Linked DNA regions of Anser cygnoides: region 1 is linked to region 2. Evidence: chromatin contacts called from public Hi-C data. All regions are on one chromosome and are shown on one strand. Each heading gives the region's core, a stretch centred on a gene start, on an enhancer-like site or on the middle of the called end of the contact. The rest is flanking DNA. Distances are from core to core; before and after follow the strand shown.

What was found. A called contact is a pair of places that touch in the nucleus more often than the background predicts.
Region 1: a contact with region 2 is called in a Hi-C map of granulosa cells, with 2.4 times the contacts expected there. The contact joins the promoter of HIPK2 here to the enhancer-like site in region 2. A contact is called at or near these places in 3 of 7 Hi-C or Micro-C datasets (granulosa cells and liver).

Annotation. Positions count from the first base shown.
Region 1 is chr1:60,992,652-60,996,695 of Taihu_goose_T2T_genome, reverse strand. It overlaps HIPK2 (homeodomain interacting protein kinase 2), which reads right to left and starts at 1,461. Exons shown (of 15, transcript XM_066997849.1): 1 at 1,111-1,461. The coding sequence starts at 1,129.
Region 2 is chr1:60,738,637-60,742,222 of Taihu_goose_T2T_genome, reverse strand. All of the region lies in intron 10 of TBXAS1 (thromboxane A synthase 1), which reads left to right. Among named protein-coding and RNA genes, the nearest start is that of SPIC, 54 kb to the right of the region's middle. Within about 2 kb of position 1,667, at least 1 of the 3 cell types and tissues checked has open chromatin away from gene starts, as enhancers often do.

The sequences.
Region 1 (4,044 bases), core at 212-2,711, 250 kb before region 2:
CCGGAGGGCCGGCACCGAGCGGCACCCCGGGCCCGCCGCCGGCACCGGCCCGCCGCCGCCACCGCCGTGCTGGGCCCCGCCGCCGCGGCCCCTCCGCGCCCCCCGGCGGCGCCGGGCTCCGGCAGACGGGGAGGGAAGGAAGGGAAGGGAGGGGAGAGGAGGGGAGGGGAGGGGAGGAGAGGGCCGGCCGGCCTCCCTCCGCTGCCGAAAACGCTCCGTCTTTGTCTCCCGCGGGGTCCCGGCCGTGCGGGGCTGCCCAGGAATAACCCGGCGGGGCGGTAACTTTACACCGCCCTCGTCCCGGGCGCCGCAGCCCGGAGTCGGTTTTCCCCTCGGATTAAGTTTTGCCGAGCCTCGCCGCGCAGCCCCAGTCCCGCTGCCGGCCCCCCCAGCACCGGCACCGGGCGAAGGGAAGGCGGGGTGGGCTTCCCCCCGCTTTATGTAATGCTCCCCCGGCACCCTCCCGTAAACGCACCGCCAGGGGATTTAAACCGAGCCGTTCACACGCACACCGATACACGCACACCTAATTTATTATTTTTTTTTAGCCACCCCAAAACGTGCACCCCCCCCCCCCCCCCCCCCGAGCCCCAAAGAACTAAGTTAGGGCACTTGGGCTTCCCCCCGCAGGGCTCCGGCACAAGCCGGGGAGCTGACAGGAGGCTGCCGGCAGCCCCGTGCCCCCTGCCCGCTGCCACCGGGGTCCCTGCTCCCCGGGGGGGGGGGGGGGGGGGGGCAACTCCGTGCAGGCAGGCGAAAGGAGCCGGCAGCGAGAGCCGCGCCGAGGCGCAGGGCAAGCTCCGGCCACCTCATTGTTCTGCTCGGCACCGGCACGGACTTCGCCCGCCGCCCCCCGCCGGGGCCCGAGAGCCCCGAACCGCAGGACCGGGGGGTAAAGGGGGTGCCCGGGGCGGGGGGGGCAACCGGGCGGCGACCCCCGTCCGTCCTCGCCCCGGTCCCCCCCCGCGGGGCGCCGGGCAGGGCTGGGGCGCCCCGGCGGCAGCCTCCCCGGGGCACGGCGAGCTGCGGGCGGCGGGGGACCCCCGGTCCCGCGGGGAGGGCGAGGGGAGCCGCGCCGAGCCGTGCCGGGCTGGGGGTGGGGGGGCTTACCTTCGTACATGGGGGCCATCGGTGCAAGGACGCCTGTTATTCATGGCAACGCCGCCACGAACGACGCGAGATCGCAGCCCCCCAAACTCAACACACATCTGCCATCTTGAGCGGGTGTCTCTCGGCGGAGGCGAAGCTGCCGCCTGCCTTCTGCATCGCCGCCCGCCTCAGCGCGGGGGGAGCCGGGCACATCCAGCCCCGCTGCCGGCCCTCCGACGCGGCCGGGGCGGGCGGGCGAGCGGGCGGGGGGCGGCGGCGCCGGGCCGGGCCGGGCCGGGCCGGGGCCGGGGCGAGGCGCGGCGCGGGGCCGGGCAGGGGCGGCGGGCGGCGGGGCCCCCCCGGCTCGGGACGGCGGCGCTGGGGAGGGAGGGAGGGAGGGAGGGAGGGAGAGGGAGGAGGGAGAGAGGGAGAGGGAGGGAGGGAAGGAGGGGGGCTGGCGCGGTGCCCCCGCTCTCAGCGCGGCATGGCTGCGTGTGCCGGGGCGCCTGCAAAAGTTGCGCTGGGGGCGAGAGGAAGGGGGAGAGAGAGAGAGAGACGGAGGGAGAGAGAGGGAAGACGGAGAGGGAGAGGAGGAAAAAAAAAAAAAAAAAAAAGGGCAAAAAAAAAAAAAAAAAGCGAGCGAAGGGAGTTTGCAAATAATCAAGCGCCGATGGCACTGATCGCGGCTTCCCAGAAGGAGAGGGAGCGAGCGAGCGAGAGAAACCCTCTGCTGAGATTATGTGGGATCTTGTTTAACAACACATTTCAATCAGGAGAAAAAAGGAACAGTCAACAGAAGTTGGTGAAACACTTCTGTCTTCCCCCCCTCCTCTTTATAGAAAAGAGAGGAAGGGAGAAAAAAAAAATAAAAAAGGCAGCTGATTGAAGCTTTGCAATTCACTGGCTGTGGGGATCATATAATTTGAGCTCATGTTTTACAATAGCATGGAAAATTCCTACCTCTCGCCCTCTCCCCAAATAAATCTTCTATTCCCTCAAGGCATTTCACAATCTGGTTCACTGACAAAAGTTCCAGTTTTTCCTTTTTTTTTTCGTTTAGCTTGCTTTCAGTGTAAATATTTAGCGGATGCGTTTAAAATAAACATACGATGTTGCTTTTAGGATTTGGGTTATTGTTTTTTTTTTTTTTTTAAAGAACCACATCAAAGAAGTGTTTACTTATTGAGATTGACAGCCACTGCTACCCCTCCCCCCGTTTTTATTTTGAAGGATCCATCTCCCTCATTCAGCTCTTGCTGTAAGAGCACCAACCCGACCGGCATCGTTTTTGTCGATTCATACGGTAAAGCTATAGGCAAAGCCACGTTATCCAGAACCCTTTTTTTTTTTTTCCTGAAAGTGGCTTTACAAAGGAAGTTAAGTCACCAGGTACCATGACACAAGCAAGGAAGCCGAGACCCATGCAAGACACAGGGCGGCAAAGCCTCTGGCAAAGGTGGAAACAAAACCTCGGGCTGCGATCCTGCATTAGCTGCGTCTGGATCTGCCCGCCTGGAGCTCCTAACTGGTGAGCAGTCTGGGACCAGACTGGGGATGACGAACTCGCTTCATGCCTGCTGTTACGGCCAGTCCTAAAAACGCTGCCGCTCGCTGCTGCTGCCGCCAGCCCAAACCTCCCCTACCGCAGCACTGGGTCACAGCGGGGCTGGACACCCGGCTGCCGCCTTTGGATGTCTTCAGGAGGAGGAGGAGGTACACGGTGACTTTTATTGAGGGATTTCAGTGAGGTTCAAGCTGTCCTGACAGCCCCGTGGCGCTCAGAGCATGCCGATAGCAGCAGACAGATGCAGGCCAGGGGGCAAACCGCGCTGATCACCCTACAGAGCCTGATGGCCGTGCCCACGCTGCGGAGGTCTTGACCCCCTGGCTCCTGTGGGCCCCACTGTGTGTGAGGTATCCTCTGCATTTTGCATGATTTTTCCCCCTCTTAAAAATGCCTGAACCACCATGGGGGCTGTCTCCTGTTTGCATTATGTTTACGACACGAAGGTGAGGATGCGTGCTGACCACGTTGGGGCTGGGGAGCAGCCAACAGGGCAGGTGGAGGTGTTGGAGGCAGCTGGGCCAGCACTGGAGGACTGTGTACAGCAGAGGGAGCAAAACCTGTTGCAGTCTCATCTGTGCTTCATTTTGAGAGTGATCCCCAGACCAGACAGCACCAAACCGGGGGAAGAAATGGAGATGTCTCCAGCTGGACTAGTGGAAAGTCCAGGCCAGAGCTGGAGGGCGAGTGGTGCTGACGGCAGCGGTGCAGTCCTTGAGCTTGCTTCTTGCCCCTCTTTTCTCGAGCTGTGCAGACCCTCAGTGTTTGGCTCACGTCACAAAGCCAATAACCTCACATGTTCCCAAAACACGTTTCTGGTCATTGTAATTCTGCGCCTCTCTCTTCTCCTGTGATTGAGGATATTTTCTATTTTTCGAGGCCACTGATGCTTGTGATCCCGGCCTGTCTCCTTGCCCTTGATCAGAGCAGCAGCTGTGGAGCTCCGTTTCAGAGCCATGAAGGAGAGGCAGAAAAGTATCAGAGAACAGCAGAGGACAAAAACACAGTGGAGGAGTAGGAGAATAAAGTGCCCGGCTTCCTTCCTCGTCATTGCATTTTGCTGCAGCATGGCTTCAGGTTTGCCACATCAACCTTGCTTTCCTGAGCTGTAAAATGGGGGCAGTGGTCTCCGCTGCATGAAGGTGCACTGATGGTTTCTTCTCTCTGCCGTCTCTGTTTTACCCTGAGCTATCCTGTAGCCATTGGGCCTGTGTTAAACTGCACTTCCATCAAAGCTAGCGTGACACCAGAACTTAAAACATAAAACAAATCCACTCCCCAGCAGAACAAAAGAGGAAGGGGTTGGCAGAGGGCTTCTCGGGACTCACTTTGTGTTGCCTGAGCATAGAAATGGCAACTGTGGCTGGCTGGTGGAGCATGGAGGGGGATGC
Region 2 (3,586 bases), core at 418-2,917:
GATTCACCTCCTCCTGTCCTGTTGCCTTCCTAAATCTACATTCAGGGGAGGGCCGATGTGGGCTGCGTAGCTCGACGTGCACAGATAATTCATGGATCTGCATCTGCACTCAAGCAGATGTACGTGTCAGCTCTCTGACATGGGTGTTGTCGCAGTCACACCTGCCCGCGAGGCGTTTGATTGAGATTTGCAACTTCTCAGAAACCGCAGCTGGTTCAGCCCCGGCCCGTGACTCAGCAGCACTGGTTGTGAGCAATGTGGTCTCTGCAGCCTTCGCTGCTTCCAAATCGATTTCAGGTGCACATCACACTCTGTCAGCTACATACAATTTTCTCTGATTTTTTTTTTTCATTTCTGGCTGCCGAGCACCGCCAGACCATGACCAATAGGATAAGTGGAAATCTTTTATTCGCTGATGTGTGCTTGGATTACCATTCCCAAAACAGAGGTGGTAGGGGAGGATCTGTGCCTTGCTCGACAGCTACTTTGGGAAAAAGTTCGTATCCTGTCTTAAACTGTCGCTGAAGATGGGTTCATGCTGGACGTTGTATGGAAGCAACCGAGGTGCAGGCATATGTTCCCTTCTGCTGACTTGGCTGTGGCGTCGCTAACCACAGCCAGCAAAGAGGAGCGAGCAACTGGGAACAGTAACATCTCAAACTGCAGCAGAAAGATTGGCCAGACCTCTCCTGTCAGCACTTTGATTCCCTTGGTGTTCATTGAGGAATTAAAAGTTAGCTGAAGGTGGTGGCAAAAAATAGGTTTGCCAGCCTAGAAAATGTTAAAGCCAAAACTGAAAAGCAGAGGTGGATCTGAATGCAGTTATCTCTCTTGGAATTTATATGGGGATTAAATCATGCATCATCCTTGTAGCACGTAGGGAATTTTGTAATCACTGCTGGTATTTCACTGCAGGGTGCTCTGTGGGGTCAAGAATTAATTTCCCACCTTTTCTGGGGATTTGAGGCCTCAGATTTGCTGCCAGCCATAAAGGAGAGTTTGTTTGTGGCCAAACTAGACATTTCCTGGACTTCAGAAGTGAGTGAATGGTCTGGGACGGGTGAGGGCATACCACCACACCTCTGGAAGTCAAACTGGGGAAACATGCACCCAGAGAAATGCCATAAGATGTTACATGGCTCCTTTACTTCCAAGTCAGCAGGAAGAGGTACTACAGGGCTTTACAAAGCATACAACAAACGGCTGTGCAAAGCAGCGGCTGCAAAATGAAAATATAGGAAGTTTTATTACATGCAGCGTGGTGCCTCTTTCTCCCCCCACATCTCTACTTGTTACAGAAAGGAATCTCTTAATGAAAGTACACCCGATCCTGAGTAAAAGCCAATGTAGAAATGTTTTTTTTTTTTTTGCAAGGGGTTAAAGTGGCAACTTTACACAGCAACACCCCCTCACCACAGCAAACCTGCCAGCATTTGAAAGATATAAATAGGGACATTTAGGGAGAAAAGCACATTTAAGTTCCTTTGAAATGTGCTTGGCTAAAGGAATATTTTGAAGAAAGGGAGTGGAAAAACAAATGGAAAATATTTTCTTTGATAGGGAAAAAAAAAAAAAAAAAGCAGCAGCAGCAAACTGTCCTTCCCAAACAGGGATACTTGGCTGGTGTGTACTTTACGCAGCCCTGGGTCAGACCTTGCAAACAACTACTAAATTAGGTCCGGCTACTTTGATGTTAAAAGCATGGAAGTGTCAATAATTAAGCTGCATCAGATGTAGGAAATGACTGATGTGTCTCCATGCCCAGGATAGCAGAGTTCACTGTGCTGCCATTTGACTGACCCCTTTTTCTTTATGCAAGCAAAAGGAATTTTCTTCCAAGGAAAATCAGATGGTTTTGCACCTTTGCTTTGTTTTCTAAACTGCTAATCCCCGCAAGGTATAGAAGCAATTTGAAAGAGCAAATCAAAGCTCCCATAATTTAGTGTTATATTATTTGTTGATGTATGGTTTGATTTAGTGGCTACTTATTATATCAGGTTACCGTATAATTATCTTAATTATTGACTCCAGAAGTAAGTAGGGGGATTATGAGAGAGACAGGAAGGACCAGTGGAGAGCGCATGGCTCAGGGAATTGGGCACATCATGGTGTGATCTTGGCTCCAACACTCCTTCCCTCTGAGCCTGAGCGCTTTCCATGAGATGGGCAGGGACAGCAGGAACAGGGCTGAGGTGGTGACCCAGGATTCAGAGAGATGCAGGAGAAAAAGGAGAGGGAAAGGGTCTGAAAGAGAGATGTAAAATTGGGGGGGGGGGGGCGGGTGGAATACACACCACAGCATGCATTTGCGTCAAAGCCTGGAGTGCCTACGCTGTCATGAAGAAAGGTAACTTTGCCATGAAAGCCTGAATATGGAGTCTGATCACAAGTCATTTCCAGCCTCTGCTACTGAGCTCCTGAGCGACCCTGGGCATGGCAGGTAGCCTCTGAACCACAGGTCCCTTTCTGCAAAACACAGCTGATAAAACTCGTCCTCCTGTCTCTGGTTTTACATAAATTATTGGGGCACAGCATTCCGCCCTGGTTCTCATGACATTGCTGCCATTTTTGTGTTTTAGTCTCCTAGTCCTTTGTCTGATAACCATCGACCTAAGCCAAAGGTTTGAGTTAATAGGCATTGCTGCAGTATGAAAATAACACTGAACTGCTGTCAGTGTAGTCATACTTCCTGTATTGATAATATCTGACATATACTGACAAAATACTTCATATATTGACAAGCTGAGTTGCATATTTTTTCCTTTTATTTTTTTTTCCATACGAGAGGAGCAGACACACTGGTTCTGCTCAGCATGTGCAAATTATTTTCTCTGTTTTTGCTTTTCCTCTCCTGAGCCAAAAAAAAAAAGGGGGGGGGGGGGGGATAATAGAATGTATCTATTTCCTTCCTAGAAAAGATCAGTTAATGTGAAATGGTGCATGGTGGCTTAGTTCTGAATAAGTGGGATACCCTAATCCAGCAAGGTATCCTCGCTCTATTGTACGCCTTTTCTGCATACCATCTGGAGTTGTTCTCTGCTTAGTATTTGCAGTATGTACCATATGTTTTTGCATGAAAATTCAATAAAATATGCATTATACATGAAAAGTGCTGTAGTAAATAAAGGAAGGATGGAATCCAGTCCTCTTTGTGAACGGCAGGGGCCCCAAATCTTCATAAAAGGTTTAGTCTAGTCTGACGTCTGTGCTTTTCTCCAATTTACTCCGTGTCAGTCCTTAGGAGATGCTCTAATTTAAAACAAAACTCTGCTCTCCTGACGAGGTTATTAGATGTACTTTGGCTGCCCTCTGCTGAGAGCGCTGAATAATGACGGGAAAAATGTCCTTTTTCCGGGGAAGGCAACAGGGATGAATTATGCATGCATCTGTGTGCTGAGTTGTGTCATTGCTGCTGCTGGTCGCCCTCGGTTTGCTGTCTCCCATCGCCTGTTTGCTGCCTGTCCAAGGGCAAAGCCTTCTGAGCTACGCTGCTCTTTGCGTTTTGGTGCTCACTACTCTTTGTCATGGGTCGGGAAGTTTTGCAGTCTGATGAAAATGTGGGCTCCAGCATTGCACCCCAAGCAAA